Regions from separate parts of the Callithrix jacchus genome. Here region 2 is linked to region 1. The links are chromatin contacts, called in public Hi-C maps. All regions are on one chromosome and are shown on one strand. The core of a region is the stretch at or near the end of the contact, and the rest is flanking DNA. Distances in the headings are between cores, read along the strand shown.

Region 1 (4,623 bases), core at 2,083-4,582:
GATTTCACAGATGTATATTTAGCTTCAAGCTCATCAAGTTGCATATATTAAATATGTACAGATTTTTGTAGGTCAATCATACCCAATAAAAGTTTTTTTTTAAAAACCTGCATACACACACACATATAAATGTGTGTGTATATATGTATGTAAATATATATGTATATAAATTTATTTTAGATAAGATTGCCAATAATTCCAACGGGGAAAAGAAGTCTTTCCAAACATGCTGCTGGGACAACTGGATCTCTACATGCAAAAGAATTCACTTGAACTATTATTTCACACTACATTAAAACAATTATCAATTATTTGGGGACTGAAAGCAATTAAGAAGCAGCAAGTGGAAAAAGCTCTCCCTGTTCTTCCCATTTTCTGCCTAAAGCTAGGATATAAGTTCTCCTGTACTGGAGACAACTCTAGACTCTTTCTTGGTGCAGAGAAGGCACCAGAGGAATCACAAACAAATGTGACTTCATTAGTTTACTCCCATACATTTATTTTCCCACTGTTTCCTACCCCAGAAGGAAATTGCCTTCCTTTGTCCTGTCATTTCTCTATAAATTTATCATTCTTTGTTGAAGATGCTATATAAACCAGAGTTCTAAGCAACTGCTTCCGTTACTTTTCATTGAGGTTTCTTCTGCATGGTGTTCACTGTACGTGTTAATATACTTGTTTGTTTTTCCTCTCGTTAATCTACTTTGTTATAGGGGCTCCTCTCAACTAAGAACTTACACAGGGACGGGTAATCTTTAGCTTCCCTGACAATTGAAATGAAAGAGCTAAAATTACCGAACTCTTAAAAGAAAACTTAAGATTTGCTATCGTTTGAATGTTTCTCCAAAACTCATGGTGAATGCCGTTGGGGTGGTTCTAAGAGGTAAGACCATTTTTTTTTTCAGACAGAGTCTTGCTTTGCCGCCAGGCTGAAGTACAGTGGTGTGATCTCAGCCCACCACAACCTCTGCCCCCTGGGTTCAAGTGTTTCTCCTGCCTCAGCCTCCCAAGTAGCTGGGACTACAGGCGAGTGCCAACCACACCCAGCTAATTTTTGTATTTTTAGTAGAGATGGGGTTTCACCATGTTGGCCAGGATGGTCTCGATCTCTTGACCTCATGATCCACCCACCTCAGACTCCCAAAGTGCAGGGATTACAGGTGTGAGCCACCACACTCTGCCAAGGTAAGACCTTTAAGAGGTGATTAGATCATGAGGGTTCTGCCCTCGTGAATGGATTAATGGTTATCAGAGTAGTGGGTTAGTTACTGAAGGAGTGGACTCCAGGATAAGTTTGACCTCCATTTTCTCCCTGTTTCATGTGTTCACCTGCCTTTCTGCTTTCCACCATGATATGATGCAACAGGAAGACCCTCACCAGCTGGCTAAGCAGATGCTACACCATGCCTTTGGACTTCCTAGCCTCCAAAGCTGTGAGCCAAATAAATCTCCTTCATGTATAAATTACCTAGTCTGTGGTATTCTGTTATAACAGCAGAAAATAGACTAAGACAAGATTAAATCTTCATGACCTTAGGCTAATCAATGATTTGTTAACTATGACAATCATATATCAGATAAGAGACTTTAATCCAGAATATATAAAGAACTCTTATAACGTAACAATGAAAAGATAAATAACACAATTTTAAAAGGGCAAAAGCATTTGAATGGACATTTCTCCAAAGAAGATATATAAATGGCCAATGAGCACATGAAAAGATGCTCAACATCTTTTCGTCATTAGGGAAATGCAAATCAAAACCACACTCACTAGGATAGCTATAGTAATACAGAAAGGAACAACAGCAAGTGGTGAGGATGTGAAGAAATTGGAATCCTCATATATTGTTGGTGGGTACGTAAAGAATGCAACCACCATGGAAAGCAGTTTGACAGCTTCTCATCAGATTAAACATGGTGGTACCATTGGAGCCAGCAATTCTACTCTTAGCTATATATGTCCAAGAGAGATGGAAACTTAAGTCCACACAAAAATTTATACATCCATTTTCATGGCAGCATCATTCAAAATGGTCAAATATTTGAAACAACCCAAATGTTCATCATTTGACAAATGAATCAACAAAATGAGATATATCTACACAATGAAATAGGATTTGGCAACAGAAGGAAGAATGAAGTCGTGACATAGGCTACATCATGGGTGATCCTTTTAAATACTAAATTAAAAAATCATAAAAGATTACATATTGCATGATTTTATTTATAGGAAATGTCTAGAGTAGGCAAATCTATGAAGACAGAAACTACATTCATGGGTGCCTAGGGCCAAGGAGGGGAGAGAGAATGGGCAGTGACTGCTGCTGGGTTTTTGGAGGAGGAGTGGTGATGAAAATATTCTAAATTTATATTATAGAGATGTTTGCACAAATATATTAATATATTTTAAAACATTGAATCGTGTATGTTAAATAATTAAATTTTATGGTGTGTGGCATATCTCAAGAAAGATTTTTTTTTAATATTTCAAGAAAATAGGCATACGTACAAATTATGCTACTAGTTCACTTTCCAGAATCCCATAAATTAAAACTCCTATGACTTGTAAATTTTCTTTTTTTTTTTTTTGAGACGGAGTTTCGCTCTTGTTACCCAGGCTGGAGTGTAATGGTGCGATCTCGGCTCAGCACAACCTCCGCCTCCTGGGTTCAGGCAATTCTCCTGCTTCAGCCACCCGAGTAGCTGGGACTATAGGCACGCGCCACCATGCCCAGCTAATTTTTTGTATTTTTAGTAGAGATGGGGTTTCACCATGGATGGTCTCGATCTCCACCCGCCTCGGCCTCCCAAAGTGCTGGGATTACAGGCGTGAGCTACCGCGCCCGGCCGACTTGTAAACTTTCTAGATCCTATGCCAGATGATCATAAGCCTATTCTTAACTAGGAATTTCCTGGACACATGTCAGGGGAAAAAACCCTTGGCTGAGTGGGGAGCTTTAGAAACCCGGAGAGGCAAGTACTGTCTTTTAATAAACAAAACTGGGGGAGGAATTAATTACTGGTTCAGAAGTACAGGCTTTTTGCTAGACAGAAATATCTAAAGCTTAATACTTAGTAAAGTAAATTGAGAACAGAGATTTTTTTTCATAGTGGAAACCTTGTTAGGGTTCCAAGGCTTGCAGGAGATAGCACCAGAGCATGCGGGTATTTGGCAGATACTGAGAGTCTGCTATTTGCCAGAAGGTGTTAGACGCTGGAAAGAAATGTTTAAAAGGCGGAGTCCCTTCCCTAAGGGAGCTTATGGTCCTGGGAAGAGACACAAATGCATTTCACATCACAGGTTAAGTGCTACGGGGAGAGTATGCAAAGAAACTGAGGGACAGAGAAGACAGTTGGCCACCCTGGCTGGGAGACCAGAGATGCCCCCTCAGAGGAGTTTCTAGGAGAGGATCAGGGCTGAGGCATGTGTGGGACTTCAAAGCACAGCTGTCCAGGATGCGCACTCAGAAAGAAGAAAACCTCAGGGAACAAGGAGAGCCAATGTCTGAAAAACCACACAAAAGGCTATTTGTTATCCTGTTTGTTTCTTTAAGGAAGGAACTATGCAAGAGGTGACATATTAGAGCTTGAGAAGGAAATGCATTTGACTGAGTGCAATTTCTTTCCTAGTAAGTGCAGTCTCCAAAGACTGCCAAAAATATAGAGGAGAAGCAAAGAGAGTCTTCATCTTTTCTTTTTTTCATCTCTTCACATCAGGTAAATGAAACCAAAATTCATCATCATAGGAGCAGCACTTCTTTTTTTAACCTCACACAAATGTTTACATTTTCTTTAAAAACGATTTATTTCAAATACACATAAATGGGGAGAGAAGTGTGATAAAACCCCACATTCCTTCTGTCTGAGTCTGTTTTGTGTTGCTATGAAGGCGTACCTGTGGCTGGGTGATTTGTAAAGAAAGAGGTTCAGTGAGATCATGTTCTGCAGGCGGTGCAAGGAGCCTGGTGCAGGCATCTGCTCTGCTTCTGGTGAGGGCTTTTGTGCTGCATCAAAAGATGGCGCAGAAGGTCACATGGCAGGCAGGCAGGTGCAAAGAGGGATCAAACCTGAGGAACCTCCTGGCTTTAGAACAACCCTCTCCCTTGGGAACTAACTAATCCATCCCCTCAAAGCCAATTCAGTCTCAGGACAGCACGAGAACTTACTCACTACCCTGGGAACAGCACCAAACCAATCATAAGGGCTCTACTCCATGACCCAAACTCTTCCCACTACATCCCACAGCCCAGCATCACCTGAGGATCAAATTTTAAAATAATACTTGGTGGGAGACATACAAGTCATGTCCAATGCATAGCAGCAGGCACCCAGCTTTAAAAATAATCAAGATTTTGCCCACTTGAATCACCTGTTTGCCCCCTTTTTCGTTGAAGAATTTTAAAGCAAGTCCCAGGCAAAATGGCATTTCCCACCTAGTATTTCAATGTGTCCCTAAAAGAGGGAAATATAACCAGTTACCTCTATCACACCTAAATTCAATACAATAATTCATTAATATCTAATTCCTAGTTCGTATTCAAAGTTCACTGACTGTTTAGTAGGCATCTTTTTAACATGATTTTTTCCAAGTCAAGATCCAAATGAGACTCACATGTTCCA
Region 2 (4,525 bases), core at 1,984-4,483, 150 kb after region 1:
CATTATTTAATTCACTATTCATTCCAACTTTTAAAAATCATCTTTTACCTTTAAATTCCTCTTTTTTTCTTCAAGTTAGCAATAACATGTAAATCTGCCCATGACGATTTGCTTCAAAAGCATTATCAATAATGTTATTTTAATGTATGCAACAGTGTTACACTTAAAACAAGTAACTCCTTTAGAAAGCACTCCTATGGTAAATTTACTTTTAATTAAAATATTAAGTATTTCACTTACATTATACTTACTGAGCTTTGGATTAAGAACTTTCCAATTTTTATCTATATTCACTAGCCAGAAAAAGTAGATGTTTTTGGAAATGTTGCTTTACTTAAAACATCTTTTTTCAAGCTCCCTAGGGTTCACTATTTTGCAGTTATTTGCCTTAAGAGGACTAAAGTATGACAGTCTTTCCTGAATTATTTCCAAAGATATTCTTGAGAATTCTGTTGTCTTCAAAAAGCCCGTAGAAGTGTCTGCTGGTCTTTTACATTCATTTTTGTTTTCTATGAAGGTGAATCATCATCTGAGTAATATTTGGGAACTGGAATTTTCACTAGGATTATAAAAAGTCAGCATGCATTGTTTGGAAAGCCTATGAGCACATGGATGTTCTGGCAAAGCTCATCTCTTAGCAGTATAAATGATTCTCATATCTGGGTCTTGGTTCAGGAGTGGAGCTGCTGAAGGTGAATTTAGGAAAAGGTGGCGGGCTCCCACGCTCAGACCTCACTCCCCCTGGACTAATGCCCTAAAGCCAGGCTTCCACACTGGCTCCAAAAAGGAGGCAAGAAAACAACCAGAGGACCGAGGCAGGAGAGGAAAAGTCTTCAGAATATTCTGGTGCCCATTGGGGTGATCTACAAAGGACTTTTTCATTCATCTTTAGCAAAGTTTAATGCGTCCTGTAATCTCCATATTTAGCATGCATGTTTAAAGTTTTGCCTTTTATAAAAGCGTTCCCTTCTAAGGTATTTGTTTACCTTCCCAATGTCTGTTAACATACTTGAGTAATGATGACCCTAAAATGAAAAAAAAACCCAAACAAACTTTTCTGCATCCTCTACCTCTTTTGTTCTTTTCTTTTTTTAATAGGTCTCAAAAAGTAAAGAAGCCCATTCTCCAGATGACTAAAACAGATTTCATGTTTGTTATTATCCTTTATTATTTTTCTTCTAAACATTTAATTCAACATTATATAGTCATGAACAGCAGTTTTCATTATCTGTTCATACTGGTGAACGTAAAAGGTAAGAGAAATTCATGTGTTTAGACCTGAGTCTCTACTGAGTTGTCGCTTTGTCCTAAGGATGACGATTGCTAAGAAATTGGATTCTAAAATGTATTTTGACATGCTATCAATGTTCAGATCTGTTTATAACCATATGAAACAATTAAATTAAAACATTTATTATGAAACTCCGAGAAAACCTCTCTCAAATTTCATCTGACAACAAAAGCTTTAACTTTTGGCACCCCAAAGGTTAGTTTCTGCTTCTTCCATTGTTGGCCCTAGTGATTTCTTCTGTAATATGTATACTGACTTTGCAGCCTGGCAACAGCTCCAGGGACTGAGAGGGGCTAGAAAACTATAGCCCCTTGTTAGCTGCAGTCCAAACTTCAAAGGCTTTGAGAACACTGAGCAGACAGGTTTCAGCAGCGGATAAAGCAGCCATGCAAACAAAAGGCAGCTCCCCTCTCACCGAGGTGTCTCCTGATCCAGGGTGATTTTCAGCCCACTTTTTTCTTTTATTTGTGATGAAACTTCTGGCAATGAGAGACTCATTCTGCCCATGGTTGTGTGCCCCTTGATTCGGCATCAGAGGGAGAGATGGGCATTTATGGCACCATAAATCAAGGGATAAACCATACATGAGCAGCTGGCACATGTGCTAATAACTATAATTATTAATCATGTCAATTTCACACCCTTCAAATTTATGCTATGTGCTTTCTGTAGGAAAGCCATCCCTGGCGCCTTGAGCTGTTTATGGTATGAAAATATGATGTGCTGATGGTCTTTGATAATTGTCTTATGACAGTATTGATCGGCCTACAATTGGGTTTGTGGGGCATCGAAGCCCTGCAAAGTGGTTGTCCTTGTCTCCTGGTATATATCATTGTCACACATCCCCCATTGTTAGTGAGTGGCGTGAATTACTTTCAGCATTTGGCCAAGTCTCTAGCTGCTAGGTCACCATTATTCTATCCTTATGTCACTGCGAGGACATTTACTTTGATGTTTCCTTTGTACCTCTTCAAAGGCAAAAAATCCTTTAACTTCAGGACGGTAGCCTGCAGCACAGTTTCAAAAAGAAAAGACACTACAGGTTTGGGGTGAGCAGAGGCCGAAAAATATGGAAAAATGTGCTCCCCCAAAGAAGGGCCATTTTTTACTTTCCCTTGTCAAAGCTTGTCTATATCCGAGGAGGGGTGGAAACAGGGAACTGGAGACACCAACCAGTTGCCAAGTCTTGTGTTCAGTAGCCCTTTCCAGGACACCCCAAAGTTGCTGCCACACACCAAATTATGCAAATGATTCTGCTTGTGGCACAGATGGTCAAGCTAAGAAATCAGACTGGCCCAGAGCAAGCAGGTACCAGTGGCCAAAGTGGCCCTTTTAACTCCAAGCAATTCATTCATTCGAAACCATAATGTCTCTTAAAGACAAACCCCTTCAAGACCAAGAGCAGAGCAGCACCTTGCTGGTTAATCTGCATGTTCATTTGCCCTTGCAGCCAATCGCCTGGGAGAGGCCAGGAGAGAGCAGAGTGCATGGGACTCTGCCCACTTGTTGGGAACACTGCACGGCCCTCACTGGGCAGTGTCAAAATCGCTCCTGCTGTCTCTACAGCTGCTCTGTTCCAATGACCCCCGGAAGGTTCTGGGGATTGTTAGAAGAGATTTCTATTAATCAACTACAAACCGACTGTTACAATTTCACACTTTTTTTCCCATCATTTCACACATTTAATGAATTTGGGTGTCTTTTACATTCAAAACATTTACAATCAGGCCAAAAAGAAAAAAAAAAAAACCTTTTTCAACACAATAGGCAGCAGCAAGACAGCAAACGCCACTTCAAGGCAGTTCCTGAAACTGGCCCTTTAGCTGAGAGTGGCCATGCTTGTGGGGGGTGGGGGAGAGCGGCTTTCTAACACTGTTACCAGGCAGCGGCCCTGGCAGCATTTTACTAAATCCTCAACAAGAAAACACGCAATTTGTCTGACGTTTCAGTTTGTTTGTTGTTACTAGAGTTATATCAGGGAGTTCTTTTCTATGCCAGACTGGACTTCAGATTTCAATCTTGCCCAACTCAAAAGCAAACGCATGGGAAACACGAACCTCGCCCCGGTGAGAGCAGCCTGAGAGAGCCAGCATTCATCGAGGACAGGGCTTCAGGTTGGCTTAGGAGAGTGAGGATCAGCCGAATTCCTCACGCTCCTCATTCAGACTTCCCCTGGCTATCAGCCGACAGGAGATCTCACATCCAAGGTTCGCAAAGACTCAGAACCTTCCCCAACAAGAAACGTCACTTACAGCATGTTTGCTTCTTCATCTCTAAGCTCAAAGTGGCCCATTCCTCTATAGCAAATCAAACTTTTTGCCTACTTTGGTGCCGAGAAAGCCCAGATTACCAACCAAGATTTTGGTTTTCTCTGAGGGCTGTGGGGCCGGGATTGTTCTCTAGCAACCCCTGCTGGTTGACAATAAATGCCAGAAACGGACCCAGAAACGTTAGTTCATCCCCACGTTGGAGGGAAGTAAAAAATGTCAGCTTGAGGGAGAGCAGGCAGCACCTGAACAGGTCGGTGATTTAGTGTGGGCTTATCCTAAATTAGCAAGAAAAGCAGGGTTGGATTTGATTCATATCAACATTTGGAGTGATGAAAACAATAATCTGTCAATCTGTGGAAATCTATACTGTATTCCATAGCAGTCATTATTGATGATAGACTACTGAATATTTAAAGTTTGCTGATTTTCTCTTCCCTCATTTGTATATTCTTTCTATTTTTAAAATTTGGCTTCTCTTCAGGGCCATATTATTACTTTGGTGGCCCGTTTGTAGGCAAAACCATATCCCACCATAACGATCAAAACATATTATTACATAATTTTAAATATGTCAACACTTTTTTCTCTTTTAGATAAGATGTAATAGATTGTTGTGGGTCCTTAAAAGTGTCGTGGGCACCTTGCCTTGGGGCCCAGTAGAGAAGGCAACTCTGCTCTCTTAAATGTTCCCCAAAGGGGCCTGGAATACTTTTCTTCTTCAAGTTGCCTTTGGGTTTAAATGTGTAGTCATTAGCTAAGATACTGGTCCTAACGTATCTTTACATACATAATGCTGCTTACTGGCAAGGAGGCTGCTGAGAGGCCAGTTGCTGGTTTTGTGCACAGCTGGGTTTTGTCTTGCTTCTTGAAGAGCTAGACCTAATTTGCTGAGTGCATTTCACATACCTGGAGATATCTGGACAAGCTGCAGACATATCTCGCACCCATGCCCATACGTCACCAA

What was found. A called contact is a pair of places that touch in the nucleus more often than the background predicts.
Region 2: a Hi-C map of induced pluripotent stem cells shows a contact between it and region 1, with 2.1 times the contacts expected there. The contact joins two enhancer-like sites. A contact is called at or near these places in 2 of 3 Hi-C or Micro-C datasets (induced pluripotent stem cells and skeletal muscle).

Annotation. Positions count from the first base shown.
Region 1 is chr4:144,043,824-144,048,446 of calJac240_pri, forward strand. No RefSeq gene overlaps it. Among named protein-coding and RNA genes, the nearest start is that of IFNGR1, 48 kb to the left of the region's middle. Within about 2 kb of position 3,333, at least 3 of the 16 cell types and tissues checked have an H3K27ac peak or open chromatin away from gene starts, as enhancers often do.
Region 2 is chr4:144,198,403-144,202,927 of calJac240_pri, forward strand. No RefSeq gene overlaps it. Among named protein-coding and RNA genes, the nearest start is that of OLIG3, 80 kb to the right of the region's middle. Within about 2 kb of position 3,234, at least 3 of the 16 cell types and tissues checked have an H3K27ac peak or open chromatin away from gene starts, as enhancers often do.